4 separate regions of the Sus scrofa genome follow, and all the other regions are linked to region 3. Evidence: chromatin contacts called from public HiChIP or PLAC-seq data. All regions are on one chromosome and are shown on one strand. The core of a region is the stretch at or near the end of the contact, and the rest is flanking DNA. Distances in the headings are between cores, read along the strand shown. Region 1 overlaps NCOR2 (nuclear receptor corepressor 2). Region 2 overlaps NCOR2 (nuclear receptor corepressor 2). Region 3 has its middle 130 kb from the start of SCARB1. Region 4 overlaps NCOR2 (nuclear receptor corepressor 2).

The links. HiChIP or PLAC-seq counts read pairs in DNA pulled down with a chosen protein or histone mark.
Region 1: a contact with region 3 is called in an H3K27ac HiChIP or PLAC-seq map of alveolar macrophages. The contact joins two enhancer-like sites. A contact is called at or near these places in 1 of 47 Hi-C or Micro-C datasets (liver) and 2 of 2 datasets of contacts at active chromatin or transcription factors (alveolar macrophages and skeletal muscle).
Region 2: an H3K27ac HiChIP or PLAC-seq map of alveolar macrophages shows a contact between it and region 3. The contact joins two enhancer-like sites. A contact is called at or near these places in 2 of 2 datasets of contacts at active chromatin or transcription factors (alveolar macrophages and skeletal muscle).
Region 4: an H3K27ac HiChIP or PLAC-seq map of alveolar macrophages shows a contact between it and region 3. The contact joins two enhancer-like sites. A contact is called at or near these places in 2 of 2 datasets of contacts at active chromatin or transcription factors (alveolar macrophages and skeletal muscle).

Annotation. Positions count from the first base shown.
Region 1 is chr14:28,757,803-28,761,228 of Sscrofa11.1, reverse strand. The region is part of intron 18 of NCOR2 (nuclear receptor corepressor 2); the gene reads right to left. Among named protein-coding and RNA genes, the nearest start is that of RFLNA, 82 kb to the left of the region's middle. Within about 2 kb of position 1,373, at least 63 of the 83 cell types and tissues checked have an H3K27ac peak or open chromatin away from gene starts, as enhancers often do. A contact at or near this core is called in alveolar macrophages, where this site is marked.
Region 2 is chr14:28,724,263-28,727,606 of Sscrofa11.1, reverse strand. NCOR2 (nuclear receptor corepressor 2) reads right to left here. Exons shown (of 49, transcript NM_001044576.1): 14 at 1,305-1,359. Among named protein-coding and RNA genes, the nearest start is that of NCOR2, 83 kb to the right of the region's middle. Within about 2 kb of position 1,501, at least 57 of the 83 cell types and tissues checked have an H3K27ac peak or open chromatin away from gene starts, as enhancers often do. A contact at or near this core is called in alveolar macrophages, where this site is marked.
Region 3 is chr14:28,426,239-28,429,567 of Sscrofa11.1, reverse strand. No RefSeq gene overlaps it. Among named protein-coding and RNA genes, the nearest start is that of SCARB1, 130 kb to the right of the region's middle. Within about 2 kb of position 1,542, at least 5 of the 83 cell types and tissues checked have an H3K27ac peak or open chromatin away from gene starts, as enhancers often do. A contact at or near this core is called in alveolar macrophages, where this site is marked.
Region 4 is chr14:28,782,325-28,785,852 of Sscrofa11.1, reverse strand. NCOR2 (nuclear receptor corepressor 2) reads right to left here. Exons shown (of 49, transcript NM_001044576.1): 23 at 2,866-2,986; 24 at 1,713-1,884. Among named protein-coding and RNA genes, the nearest start is that of RFLNA, 57 kb to the left of the region's middle. Within about 2 kb of position 1,257, at least 18 of the 83 cell types and tissues checked have an H3K27ac peak or open chromatin away from gene starts, as enhancers often do. A contact at or near this core is called in alveolar macrophages, where this site is marked.

The DNA.
Region 1 (3,426 bases), core at 124-2,623, 330 kb before region 3:
GGATGGGCCAGGGGCCCAAGTGGACATCAGAACCCAAGTTTTCTGCTCTCCCGCCTCTGGACCCAGCGGGGTGGGGGTGGTGCTGGACTGACAGGCCACCTGCTCCCCCGTGAAGGCCATGGGGCCACGTGGCTCCTCGGCAGCTCCTCAGGGTTCCTCAAGGACAGGCACAGAGGGGAGGGCCGGGGCGTGGGATCAAGTGTAACCCAGCCCCCTGACCTTTCCTTCTGCCCGCGCCAGCAGCAGCTGCCACTTCCACAGAACCTGGCGGAGGACGACGGGGACGCGTTTATTTATATTTCCCCAGCCGGGGCCAAGAGAACCCAGGCAAACACGTCGGCCGGAACCCCGGTAGGGAGAGGGCGGGTCTCCCATCTGGGCCTGCTGGGGGGTGTGGGGTGAGGGGAACGAGGGCCCAGGGGGTGGCAGGACCCCCCCCACAGGTTGACATTTACAACTCAACACATAAATAAAGAAGCGGCTTAGAGTTGGCTTCGGGCGGGGGGGGGGGGTTTAGGGTCCTAATTAACCTCACTCCTGGAGCAGGAGCTTGGCAGGGGGGGTCACCCAGCTCTCCCCCGAAACTACTGGTGAAGGAACACTGGACTGAGTGGTCCAGAAGCCTTGGCCAGAACTGCTGTGGGGTCTCCACCACCCCCTCTGCTCTGGGGCCTCAGTTTCTTTAACTGCTGTGTGAAGGACTAGGGTGAGTGTCCTAATATTACTGGCCAGGGTCCCTGCGATGGGGGTGGAGAGTTTTCCTTCTGGTTCTGGTTCTGGGAACCCCAGACTGAGGATGCCGGGCTCAGGGTGGTGCTCTATAGGTCCCACCAAGCCTTGGAGACCACCGGGACTAGACGCAGCTGAAAGCCCCCCCCACCCTGTCTACCTGGAGAGAGCACCTCTAAGCATGTGCCAGCCAAGACCCCCAAGACCTGCCTGCCCCAAACACAGACCCAAGCACTTCCCTCCTTCCTGAAAAGACCCAGCCCCACAGCCAGAGGCAGGGGAAGGGGCGCCAAGAGAAAGACGGTGAGATCTCACGGGTTAGAACTCCCAAGTCGCCGGCCCTGGGGGGGGTCCCTGTCACCGTGGCACAAAGCACCCCCCTCATCCCCTCCCCGGAGCCACTCACTCACATCCTCTCATCTGCGTCTCCCCCTCGGCCAAGTTTTCCGGAAACATACGGCTTGGAGGATGCTCCAGGGATCGGAGCTGGGAGCAGCGGGCTGGGAGGCGGGAGGCTGGGCGGCCGTGGTGCCGGCTCCGCAAGGCTTCTGGCTGGCGTCTGCTGGCGGCTCAGCTCTGCCTCACATCCTTCTCGTCCAACGCGCGAGGGAGGGGGGAAGAGGGAGGGGCCGGGCGGTGGGAGGGCGGCAGGCGGAGGCTGGCTCCGGGAAGGGCGGGGAAGCAGCTCCGTGCTGCGCGCCGTGGTGGCCCAGGGCTCCTCCGGCGCTGCCACCCCTGAGCCGTGCCCCCCGCAGCTGCAGGCGTGCGAGGTGCCCTTCGCCGATGGGGGCGGGTGGCGAGAAGCTGTCGGCTGTGTGCTCGGTGCCCTGTGCCAGGCGTCACCAGGAAGCACAGCGTCCTCGCCTCCTTAGGGCACCAATGTGCCCAATACCGGTGCTCAGTCCCCAGACCCCTGACACCTCCCTACTCTGAGGACAGAGTCCAAAGACCCCAGCCTGTCAGGTAGCAGTGCCTGGGCAGCCTCACAGAGAGCCTGGGATCGGCTGATCTTCCTGCTGCCTGACCCAGCGAGGCGCGTCAGGGCTGAATGTGACCTCCAGACGGAGGCTCGCAGGAGCAGGCGGGGCGGGGGAGTGTGGCAGAAGCCCAGGTTCAGAAGGGGCGGGCCAAATTGGCACAGGCTCTCCCCCCCTCCCTCTCTCCCCATCCGTGGCGGTGGCGGCGTCAGCAGCGGTAAGAACAGATGAGGGTTCAGAAAAACAGAGCTTCTCCACCCCAGCAGACAGGAGCAAACAGCTTCTTCCGCTGTCATTCCCCAGTGCTGGTTCCACCTGTGGTCTGCCCCCAACCCGGCCTGATGCTGCCAAGGTGACCAGGCCCTCGAGATGGGGGACTCTATTTGAGGAGCCTCTTCTAAGTGCAAATGAGACCTCCAATCACTGAGGGTGGGAGGAGGGTTTGGAGTTGCTAGAGGGCTGGCTCTCTAGGGCGTCCTCTTTCCTTCCTCACTGAGACACCCGTGACAGCCAGGTCAGCCTGCGTCCCATACAAACACCTGCTATGGACGCCCCAGGCAGCTCCCAGGAGGTTGAAAGTTAACTGGGTTGAACTTTGGATCGAGATCCAGGTCACGACCGATTTCTCCAACTCTGGGGTCATTGACCTGCTTGTCCCTTTGGCCCTCAGCCTTTCCATCCTGCTCACAAAACCCAAGGAACAATAGGCCACAGGTCTCTGAAGCACTCCTGTTCCCGCTCGCCCCCTCCCCGTCGCACATCCTACCCCCAGCCCTCATCCTGGGTTCCGGGCATACCACCAGGGGAGGGCCACACATTCCAACCGTGTGGGGGACCTGGGACGTGCTGCCCACGATCCGTTCTCCTCAAGGGAGGCCAGGTGAGCTTTTAAGGATACCCATCCCATCATGTCACTCCTCTGCTCAGATCTTACAATGATGACCCAAAGCTCTGCAAATAACATCCAAAGACCTCCTCACGGTGCATGAGGGCCAGTCCTGCCCGCTTCGAGCCTGCTCCCTCCTTCTCCTCTTGCTCACTCACTCCAGCCACCAGAACCTCTTCTGCCCAGCCATCGACACTTGGCCTGCCTGGCCGCTTTTTCACAGGTCTTTAGTTCTCAGCTTCAAGTGACTCCCCACAGCAGCCTTCCTTGACCAACCATTCTCTCCAAAGCCATCCTCCCAAGACACCCTGCCGTCAGGGGGTCTTACTGGCAGCTGAAATCAGCTTCTTGTCTCCACTGCTCATTGACAGCTGTGTCTCTGCACCCAAAACTGCTAGGTGTGCAGGAGGCACTTGGCAAATGAACAGAGCTCCAGACACCCTGGGCATCCAGGCCTGGGGGTCCACTGGGCATGTCCCCCAGGCATCTCTGCTGCCCCTCTGCAGCTCCCAAAGAGAGGAGGAGGGTGAGCGTTTATGCCTGCAGGGGGTCCTGGGACACCCCCGCCCCCCGAAAGAAGAGACAGGAGGAGGGCGTGCCCCCTGGCACACCAGGGGCACGCCCATGCACATGCTATGCTGGCGCCCCAGACAGCACATTCTGCTTATACTCCCTGTGGTCCGGATTCCCTGACCCCACTTCTAATTTCTAAGGAAGGAGTTTCGTTCTGAAGTGTCAGGAGGCAGGAACTAGGAAGTGAAATTGACCAAGACAGGAAGTCAAGCCAGGAGGTGTGAGTCATGGACTTGGAGTGTGGAATGAGGCGAAAGAGTG
Region 2 (3,344 bases), core at 252-2,751, 300 kb before region 3:
TCAGAAACCCCTGTTTCCATCTCTGGGAGCCCCAACCTAAAACCTCCTGTGTGGTCCACACCCCTAGGAAGAAGCTGTCACTCCCTCGGAGGAGAGGCTATTTATAGGGATTGCTTCTCCACACTGGTTTTTCAGGCAGGGAGAGATTTCATTTCCCCACACTGCCCCATCTCCCTCCTTCTATGGTTATCAGCTCATTAAGGGCAGATGCTGGGAACAACTGTTACCCTTTAAAATAACCGCCCGGATCCTGCTCCGACCGCCCTCCCACAGCAAGGAAGTGTGAGGCCTCCAGCAGCTGGGTATTTGCAAAGCTGGGGGTGGGCGGGCACCCCACCTCTGAGAAACAAGATTTAGGGAAACGTTGCTTAGAACACCCAGCATGGCAACTCCAGAAAGTAAATCTTTTCAGGAAGCTTGTCTGGCTCCGCCCTGATGATGTGGAGTCCAATGGCCAACTGTGACCTAGGGCCACATCCAGCCCCCAGACCAGCTCCTTCCTACCTGTGGCTGATCCAGCCACTGCCTAGGCCAGCCTCGTGGGTGCATAAAAGGGGGCTTTCCCATTCTCTGGGATGCTTTGTATCCACCTGCTAACGGGAGCCAGAGCAGAGAGAGGCGCTGCCCCAGGCTGGGTTTGGGGCCAAGGTGGGGTGCAAATGTCTGTGTGTGTGGGGGGGGTGGTTGGCCTAACCCCGGCCTGTGGAAGTTCCCAGGCCAACAATCAAACCTGTGCCATTACAGTGACAACACCAGATCCTTAACCCACTGCACCACCAGAGAACTCCTCGAGTGTCAGTTCTATGTAAAGGTCTACTCAGTGGGGATGAGGACTTGCCAGCCACACGCCAGGGTTGGCATCAGGGTTATCAACATAGAGTGACCATCAGAGGGACTAGAAGGGTCACTTTGTCCAGGACCCCAGAGGACAACCACTCTTGCCCATCCAGCCTTAACTAGGAGGCCAGGCATGGCATATGGCTTCTGGAACCTGAGCCCAATCTGTCAGGATGCTGGCTGCCCTGTCTAAGGAGCGGTCTTTGGAGAAGCCTGCAGTGCACACAGCTCTCCTGGGGTTTCCCGGCCTTAGCTCCACCCCCAGGGCCGGGGCGGGGCCTGTGGCTGCTTCTCCCAGGAGGGAGGAAGGAGGGAAGTGCTCGCAGACACAGTAAGGAAAGCAAGGAGCAAGCAGGCAGAGGCCTCGTGGGCGGGGTGGGAGGGTCCTTCTCCCCGGCCCAGGAGGCCGCGGCAGGAGTGGACGCCAAAAGGGACGGATGGCGCAGGGCTAGCAGGCAGGCACTTACCTTCCTCTCCAGGAATGATGCGATCAGGCCGAAGTTCTTGGGGTGCTGCATGAACCTGTAGGGAGAGAAGGGCGGCCCTGAGACCAGGACGAGAGGAGCTTCCCGGCTGGGCAGCCGCCGAGCTCCCGGGCGCCTGCCATCTCCGCTGGCCCGGCTGGACGGGCGCCGCCCCACTCGGAGCAATTAAGCCCAGGGGGGTGTGGGAAGGGCTGCGGGCGGGACCGAGGGGTAAGAGAGGGCGTTCCTTGGAGTGAGTCACTGGTTTTAGCGCCTTTGAAAATACATTTGTTTGTCCTGCTGGAGGCGGGTTCCAGGAAAAATGAGGACATTACATGCAGCCCTTTGCTGGGGTTCCCCCCCTTTTAAAATCTGCTTTTGTTTCTATCTCCGGCTGGGCCTGGGAAGCTGGGCCTTGCCCGGCCCACTCAGGGGCCCCCACTGGCGAGGTCACAGGGCAGGACTGGTGAGGCCGCCGGGCCTCCCCGGGAGAGGTGGGAGCAGAGGCTCTGGGCGCCCGCAGGGAGGCAGGCAGAAGGCAAGCCAGCCCAGGAGGAGGCAAGAAGGGACTGAAGCTGGAGGGGTGGCGGGGAGCTGGCGCCCCACCAGCTGGCTTCCTGAGCTGCCAGGAGAATTACTGGGAAAGAGCTCGGCCTGGCTGAAATGTCAGGGCCACAGGAGCAGGCGGACAGCGGGGGTGGAGATGTGGGTCAAGGCTGCTCTGGGGCTCTGGGGAGGCTGGGCGGAGCCTCGGCCTGCCCGTCCCCAAGAAGCACCACCGGCCCTGAGGTCTCCCCCAGGGAGAGAAGAGGCTGCTGGCAAGGCAGGGGCCCTGGGACCCCGGGAGGGAGCCTGGGCCAGCGCCTGGCGATCGTCCTGCCCAGCCCTCCAGATGGCTGGGCAGGCAGCCAGGGGGCCCCTCCCCTGCTTCCCAACCAGACACTGGAGAATCCGGAACGGCCTCTTCTCTCTTCCCAGAGGAAGCCGCGAGTCCGAGTCCCAGGCAGGCTTCCCAGCCTAGGAACCTGCCTCAGGCAGTTTGCAAAGCTGGAAACACCCCAACGCCTTTCTTTTCCAGACAGAAAAAATCTTCCCTTCCCCTCCTCTCCCTGCCCAAGTGACACTTCCTTCCCCCCGAATCCTTTCCTCAAGGTTTCCCCAAGCAGAGGGAGAGTCCCCAGGAGACCAGGAATCAAACTTGAGAATCTCTTAGGGCACCTGTTTCACCCCCCTCCAACCTATACCCTCCGCCGACGTTTACTGATTGTTATGCACTGAGCACCTAGAGACGCTGAATAAGGAGACACTGTGACTACATCCATTTTACAGATGTGGAAACTGAGGCTCAGGCAAGGGAAATAGAAGCTCCAAGTCACAAAGCCAGTAACTGGTGGAGTTCTACGCCACTGGTACACAACTGTCAAAGGCCCCAAGTGCTATTAATTCTGCTGAAAACAAGAGGTCTCCGAGAACCTTAAAAGGTGCAAGCTGTCATAGGGGGGCCCCAGCAGATACCTGCCCAGCCTGGGTCCCCCCTTCTTCAGCTACTGGATTAACAGAGTGTGAAATCGTTAGAATAGCGACATGAAAGCTCCAGAAAGGCCAAACACAGAAAGCACCCCCAGAAACTTTTTTTTTTAAAGAAAGCATAAATAAATAGAAATATCAAACACATGAGGGGAAATTTAAACACCAAGCCAACAGTAACTCTTAGCATCCATGACTGTTCTGTAGTCACTTCATATAAGGAGAACAATCAGGTCTGCGACCGTGAGAACCTAGAAATGAGCCGCTAAGGACCTGGGTTTTCTGTCTCTGAGCAGTAAACCCCAAACACATCACGGGAATTGCTCCCCAAAGTACGATTTCCTGTGGAAGACTGCTGAATCTGTGTGAGGCGCTAACACTGCAGAAATCTGTGTTAGAGGGTGTGTTCTACCATCCGGCTCCTTTTATGTCTGTTTTAGAATTTCCATAATCAAAAGCCATTCCAAAAAAACCCAAAGAACAAAACCCACGACTTTCCATGCAAGACCCTCTTTC
Region 3 (3,329 bases), core at 293-2,792:
TCTACAGGAGTTGAAGAAACGCAGCAGGCATGGAGGGCTTCCCGGAGGAGGTGAGCCAGGTTTGAATCCTGCCTCTGCTGGGGATCTTCGGCAATGTCTTCACCTCCCTGGGCTTGGTGACCTCATCTTTTGGGAACGTCAAGAAAAACAACAGCTCAAGTCAGCCAGGCCTTTAATGGACAGGGTTAGGGCTGTTGATGTAGAAACAAAGACATCTTGAATTCAGCTTTCGTTGGAGGAAATCCCAGCAGGGCCTTGGCCTTGATGTTCAGAGTGACTCTGCTCCTGCCCCTGGAGGTCCAGCCATAGACAGACCTTCACTGAGGTCTGGCTCTATTCCCATGTCTCTGAATACCTCAAGCAAATCACTTAAGCTTTGAGACTCAGTTTCTCCAACTGTAAAATGGGACACCATGCACCAGTATGACTGGGGGTGCTTAGCTAACATAGATCTGGCACATAGAGATGTTGCTCAAAAGATCAAAGCAGGAGTTCCCGTTGTGGCACAGTGGAAACGAATCCAACTAGGAACCATGAGGTTGCAGGTTCAATCCATGGCCTCGCTCAGTGGGTTAAGGATCCGGTGTTGCTGTGGCTGTGGCGTAGGCCAGCGGCTACAGCTCTGATTGGACCCCTAGCCTGGGAACCTCCATATGCCATGGTGCGGCCATAGAAAAGACAAAAAGACCAAAAAAAACAAACAAAAAAATCATCAAAGCAACTGCTCCTAATTTTTTTTATTTGTCCTTGACTGTGGCATGCAGAAGTTCCCAGGCCAGGGATCGAATCCTGGCGCCAACAGTGACAATGCCAGATCTTAACCCACTGAGCCGCCCAGGGAACACAGCAACTACTCCTAATTTCTAAGGCCAAGAAGAGGTGTCTGAAAAAGGAAAGTGACTAATAGACAGCAAAGGTCAGCTCTTGGTGGGCGTGTCAAGATCCCCCCTTCCCTTTTGGATGAATCAACTTGAACATGGCAATAATAGCCAGCCTTGGTTCTGAATGACCGCAGATGCACAAAATTGGGTTAACCATCGTCTCCTGACTCACTCCCTTTGTTGGTGGGTACCTGGCCGGGTTTTTTTGTTTTTGTTTTCTTTTTCACCGTCTAGGGATCTAATCCGAGCCATAACTATTGATCCACTGCGCCACAGCAGGAACTCCCACCTGGCATGTTTTTTATTTTATAGTTTTGTCTAGCTCTTCACCACTTTCTGTACCTTTGAACTTATTGTTCTGTAATACAATGGACACTCATGTGACACTGTTCCCAGGGCAGGGACAAGACTGTGCCTCATGCAGTTCCCCATGGGTCCCCTCTCCCCAGCCATGTAAGCACCTTTCCTTGATCTCATGAGCAACTATTTTGTCCTCACTTCAGGCCAGGCACAGCACCCAGAATTTACGTTTGTCATTTCCTTGCTTCTTCTTTTTTTTGTTTTGTTTTGTTTCGGTTTTGGCTGCCCACCCCTCCCCCCACCCCCCAGTATACAAACGTTCCTGGGCTAGGGATTGACTCCATGCCCCAGCAGTGACAACACCAGGTCCTGAATTCCCATTCCCTTGCTTCTTTGCATGAAGATTACTGGGGGCATCTGTTTATGTGTGTGTCCACACTTGTGCTTCTCAGGCTTCAGTGGGCTCAGAATCACCAGGACAGCTGTGAAGATAGATTCCAGGCCCCAGCCCCAGAGTGTCTGATTCTGCAGGTCCGGAGCAAGGTCCAAGAATTGGCATTTCTAACACCTTTCGTGGGGACAGTGCCGCCACTGTTACTGGGGACCATACCTTAAGAAGCGGGGCACTGAAGATTATAGTATGGAGTTCGAGTTGTTTGCGAGCATCATAACAAGGGTGTCATGTTATGCGTAGTCTTCTGGGCTAGGTGTTTTCATTCAACCCCAGTGATTTCCTAAGCGTGAATTTGCCTCCGGCGGATGTCTGGAGACATTTCAGCTTGTCATGACTGGTTGGGTGTGGTACGTGACTGGCATCTAGTGGGTAGGCTCCAGGGACGCTGCTCACCATCTTGCGTGCCCAGGAAGCTCCCTGCAACAGAGTGACCCGTGTTCTCAACATCAACAGTCCCAGGAGAAATGGAAACATTTGTTCACGCAAACATCCACACAACGCAAACATCCACACATGCAAACATGTGTATATACTTTAGTTACGAAAAAAGAAAGAAAGAAACAGGAAGCTCCTGCTGTGGTGCAGTGGGTTAAGGATCCAGTGTTGCTGCAGCCATGGCACAGGTCACAGCTGCCGTCTGGATTCAATGCCTGGCCAGGGAACTTCCACATGCTTCGGGTAAGGCCAAAAAAACCAAATGGGAAACAACCCAAATGTCCATTGATGGATGAATAAACAGTATGTGGTCCTTTCAATGATGGAATAGGATTCAGCCATAAAGAGGAATGACATGATGCAACAGGCTACAGTGTGGATGAACCTTGAAAATCTAATGGTGAACAAGAGAACCCAGACATGAAAGGTCCCACGTTGTGTGATGCCATGGATGTGAAATGCCCAGAAAGGGCAAATCCATGGAGACAATAAGTAGATTGGTGGTTGCCAGAGGCAGGGGAGGAAGTAATGGGGTGACCGCTGATGGGTAGGGGATTGCCCTTCAGGGACGATGCAAATGTTCTAAAATTGATCAGGGTGATAAGGACACAGCTCTGTGAATAGACTAAGATCCATTGAATTGCATGATTTAAGAAGGTGAATTACATCGTATGTGAATTCTCAGCAAAACTGAGATTAAAAAAATTAAAATGAGGAGTTCCTGCCGCAGTGCAGGGGGTTAAGGATCTGGCATTGCCACAGCTGCAGTGTAAGTCATAGCTGCAGCTCAGATTCAATCCCTGGCCTGGGAACTCCATATGCCTTGGGGCAGCCAAAAAAAATTTGAAATTAAAATGAGAAAAAATTAAAATTAAAAAAGTGTCAGTTAAGAAATTCTGCCATTTACTGACACTATCTTTTACTGAGACTCAGCCCATGTGAGCCTAGAGCTGCTGCCTATTCATTTTCTCTACTGTGTAATATTCCACACCATAGTTATCCATCTTCCTGGCAAAGAGTATTTGGGTTGGTTCCACATTTTGCTGGAGCCCAGTGAATAGGGCTGCCAAGCACATTCTTGTACCCATAGTTCAGGGCACACAGGCAAGAGTTTCACTTTGGCACATACCTAAGAGAAAAATGACTAAATCACAAGGAAGAGGAATCAGCTTTACCAGCTGTCATATTAAGCACTTTCCACTCACTCCAGGCCCTGGGCTAATTATCTACCTTTTTTCTCACCCACTTTATTTATTTAC
Region 4 (3,528 bases), core at 8-2,507, 360 kb before region 3:
CCCCAGACTGTCCCACAACTACCTTCTTTTTACAGAGACACTTCCCTGAGCCCCTCTTCACTCCCTCTGTCTTGTCGCTTTCTTTTCTTTTTTTAGCTTTTTAGGGCCGCACCCACGGCACATGGAGGTTCCCAGGTTAGGGGTTGAATCAGAGTTACAGCTGCCAGCCACAACCACAGCCACAGCAACACCAGATCTGAGCCGCATCTGTGACCTACACCACAGCTCATGGGAATGCTAGATCCTTAACCCACTGAATGAGATCAGGGATCAAACCCACAACCTCATGGTTCCTAGCAGGATTCATTTTTGCTGTGCCATGAGGGGAACTCCCGTCTTGTCTCTTTCGATGCATGAACTACTCTAAAGTCACCTGGCTTCCTGCCATGCTCCCTGGTCTAAGGGCCTCCTCATTCACAAAAACAGCAGCTCCTCCAAATGGGGACTTGATCCTATTCCCTGCTGACCCCCCCCGCTGCCTGGCACAGTGCTGAGCAATCTAGGTGTTCGAAGAACATCCTGCCCTGTGGCCATAAGCTGGTCCATATGGGTGGCATCCGGATTTCCTGCGGCAGGTGAAGGCGGCCATGGGGAGGCAGTTGAGGTGGGCTGATTAGCTGGGGAGTCACTTGCAGGAAGTGTGGAGCTGTCCTGCTTCAGGGACGGCCCTGCTCTTTGTCCTCAGACAGGCACATGGCCTCACCCTCAGGGAGGCCCATGGCCAAGGGCCAGCGTGGCTTTTTAGAGACAGCAGGACGCTGTTATACCCAAGGCTGGTGGGGGGTGGGGGTGGGGGCGCAGGTGGCCTTAGCCGCCCGAACCTGTCCCTGGGCTGCATTGATCACAGAGGGTCACCTGGGGTCCTGCTGCCCTCAGAGCCCTAGAGCAGCCTGCAGGAGCCTGGGCTAGCCCAGAGTGGGGGACCCTCTGTAGGGTCAGCCCCCAATGCCTGGGACAGGACAGGCTGATCTGGGACGAGTGCCCCTTTGGGACAGAGGCTTGAGATTTCTTGGGTCCAGTGGGGAGCGGGGCAAAGACAGAAGATCCAGAGAATAAGAAACCACGCCCCACCTGTCTCCTGACCTTGAGCTTCACGTGGTGACAATAAAGCACGCCCTGGGCAGTTGCTGCAACGCAGCTGCTGCAACACAGCTGCTTGGGGAATCACCCCACTGGCTCCCTAGTGAACCCAGGGACCTTGGCCTGGAATAAGGTCAGAGTGAAGGCTGGAGGGGGCAGCGCTTCCTGCCCAGATCACAGTTATTGCCAGCTGGCACTGAGCTTCATCTGTGGGTCTAGAAGCTCATGTGTGGACTGAATCACATGGAACCAGAGGCGGAGCCACAGACATGTTTTTGTCTATGCACAACACTTTTGAAAATTTTGAGAAGTTGCCAATATTGAGAAACTAGATTTCACATGGAAAGATTGATTTCTAGCTTCTCTGAAAGGACAACTGCGGGCCTGTATCACTACGTGGTAACACGGCTGAGGCCAATGTGTGCCTGTGTTTGAAAAAACCAGGAGTTCTCTAATTTGCCACAGTCCCCACCGTCCCCTACTGCCTCACTCCCACATGTTTTACTCATTTACTTGGCCTGCCCCAACACTGTAGGTATGGAGTTTGCAACAGCTGCTCTGCACACACAAATGCCGCTATGCCCACCCATTTGCCCTCACTCACACTCTCTCAGCCACCGACACACACTTACCCTCCTTCTCGGCAGGAGGCACAGGACTCCTGCTTTTGCCTCGAGGGCTGTTGCTGGGCTGCTGGGGGGTGTCACCCTCCGGCTGCAGGTGCTGCGGTGCTGGTGGGGCAGGGGGAGCTGGCTTAGGGGGAGCCGTGTCCTCCCGGGGGGGTTCGTGGACTTTGGTGACCTGCTGAGAGAGGCAGGGAGAAGTGAGCGTCTTGACAGGCCGCCCAGAGGTCACAGAGATCAGGGGAAGCCTTCCAGAACCCCTGTGTGTGACCAGCCTGGAAACTGAGGCCTGGAAGAGGGAGTGACACACCCAGGGGGCACACAGCTCGAGGGCCGGAAGGGCAGGGCTCTACACAAAGGGTATAGGATGTCCCCGCTGATATCAGCTGGCTGGCAGTGGATGCGGGAACCAATGCTAACCTCCCCACCAGCCCCTTCCCCCGTCCCCAAATCTTTCTGGGTCCCAGAGAGATGGAGGCTGACAAATGCGGACCGTGCCCAGCCTCAGGAAGCAGGCAGCACAGCCTGGTATGCCTTGTGCCCCTCACCCCTCTGAGCCCTGCTCAGCTCAGACCCTTTCAGCCCTCAGCCCCCAGCTGCACTTGGGAAGCCCGGGCCCACCTCCCCCAAGGGGGATGGCAATGACTGAGCCATCATGAGAAGGGCACCTCAGAGGGTGCTCCTGCTTGGCCGGGTGAGGCTTCTTTGGGGTCCTCAGAAAGGGTCTCACGTTAACTGGTGGGGGCCCCGTCCTTCTCTCTGAGCTGCTATGACAGTGGGGAGACTTCCTGCCCACGCACAACCCAGGGCCTGATCTGGGGAGCTCTGGAAAACCCTCGGCAGGAGCGGGTGGCTTGGTAACAGTGCCCAAGCTTGCTTCAGGGGCCCCTGAGTGAGGCTGGGAGGCCAGAGGGAGGAGACCTGCAGGCCTGGTCCCCGGGGCCCCGCCCGGCACACCTGCCACTCCCTGAGCCCTTCCGCGTGGTCTCCATGGGGATTTCTCCAGGAAACAGGGAAGAGCGAGGCTGCAGGTGCAGCCTCCCCCCGCCTCCACCCCCTCCACCCCCCGCACTCAGCCTGATTTACTGTCTCCCCAGCAGGAAGTGAAGGTCACAGGCTCGGCGGGAGTCCTGGGGCATGGGAGGCAGATCGGCACACTCACAATTGGGGGGATGGCGGCTGCACGCTGCTTCAGCTGCTTCAGGTCCAGTGGCTTCTGGGGCGAGGCGTTGGTCCTGGCATCGCTGGTCGGGGTCAGGAGGCTGGGCCGCGGCGACAGCAGCCTGAGGGCAAGACCAGCGTCAGGCCCGTGAGCTCAGAGTCTCTCCTGGCTCCAGCCTGGATAGGGCTGATGGGGCCGTCAGCGGGAGGCGGATGTCTTGGATCACCGGGCCGAGGAGATCTCACATTGGGGGCTGGGGGGCTCCTCCCTCCACACTCTGGTCCACGCAGGGCCCACAAGGGGCCAGGATACCTCCTACCCCAGCCTGGAGGCCCAGCCAGGCTCAAACACTCCTGAGACAGCTCAAGGCAAGGAAAGCCCCAACGAAGCTCAGGCTCAGGGCCTAGACCACACTCAGCCCTTTGGAAGCTGCTAGAAAGGCTAAGAATCAACCAGACTAAGGCTTCGTGAGTTTAAGAGATTTAGAGAGATTATTTGTCACCAAATGTGAGAGACTCAGGTGTCAGGGTAGGACCTGGGGAGCCCACCTATTCAGCCAGAATGTTCTGGTAAGTAGAATCTCGCCTGCCCACCATCTACTGAGGAGCTAGAGCGGGTGGGTGCAGGCTTTGAATGGAGAGGCTGATCAGTGTGTACACTGCC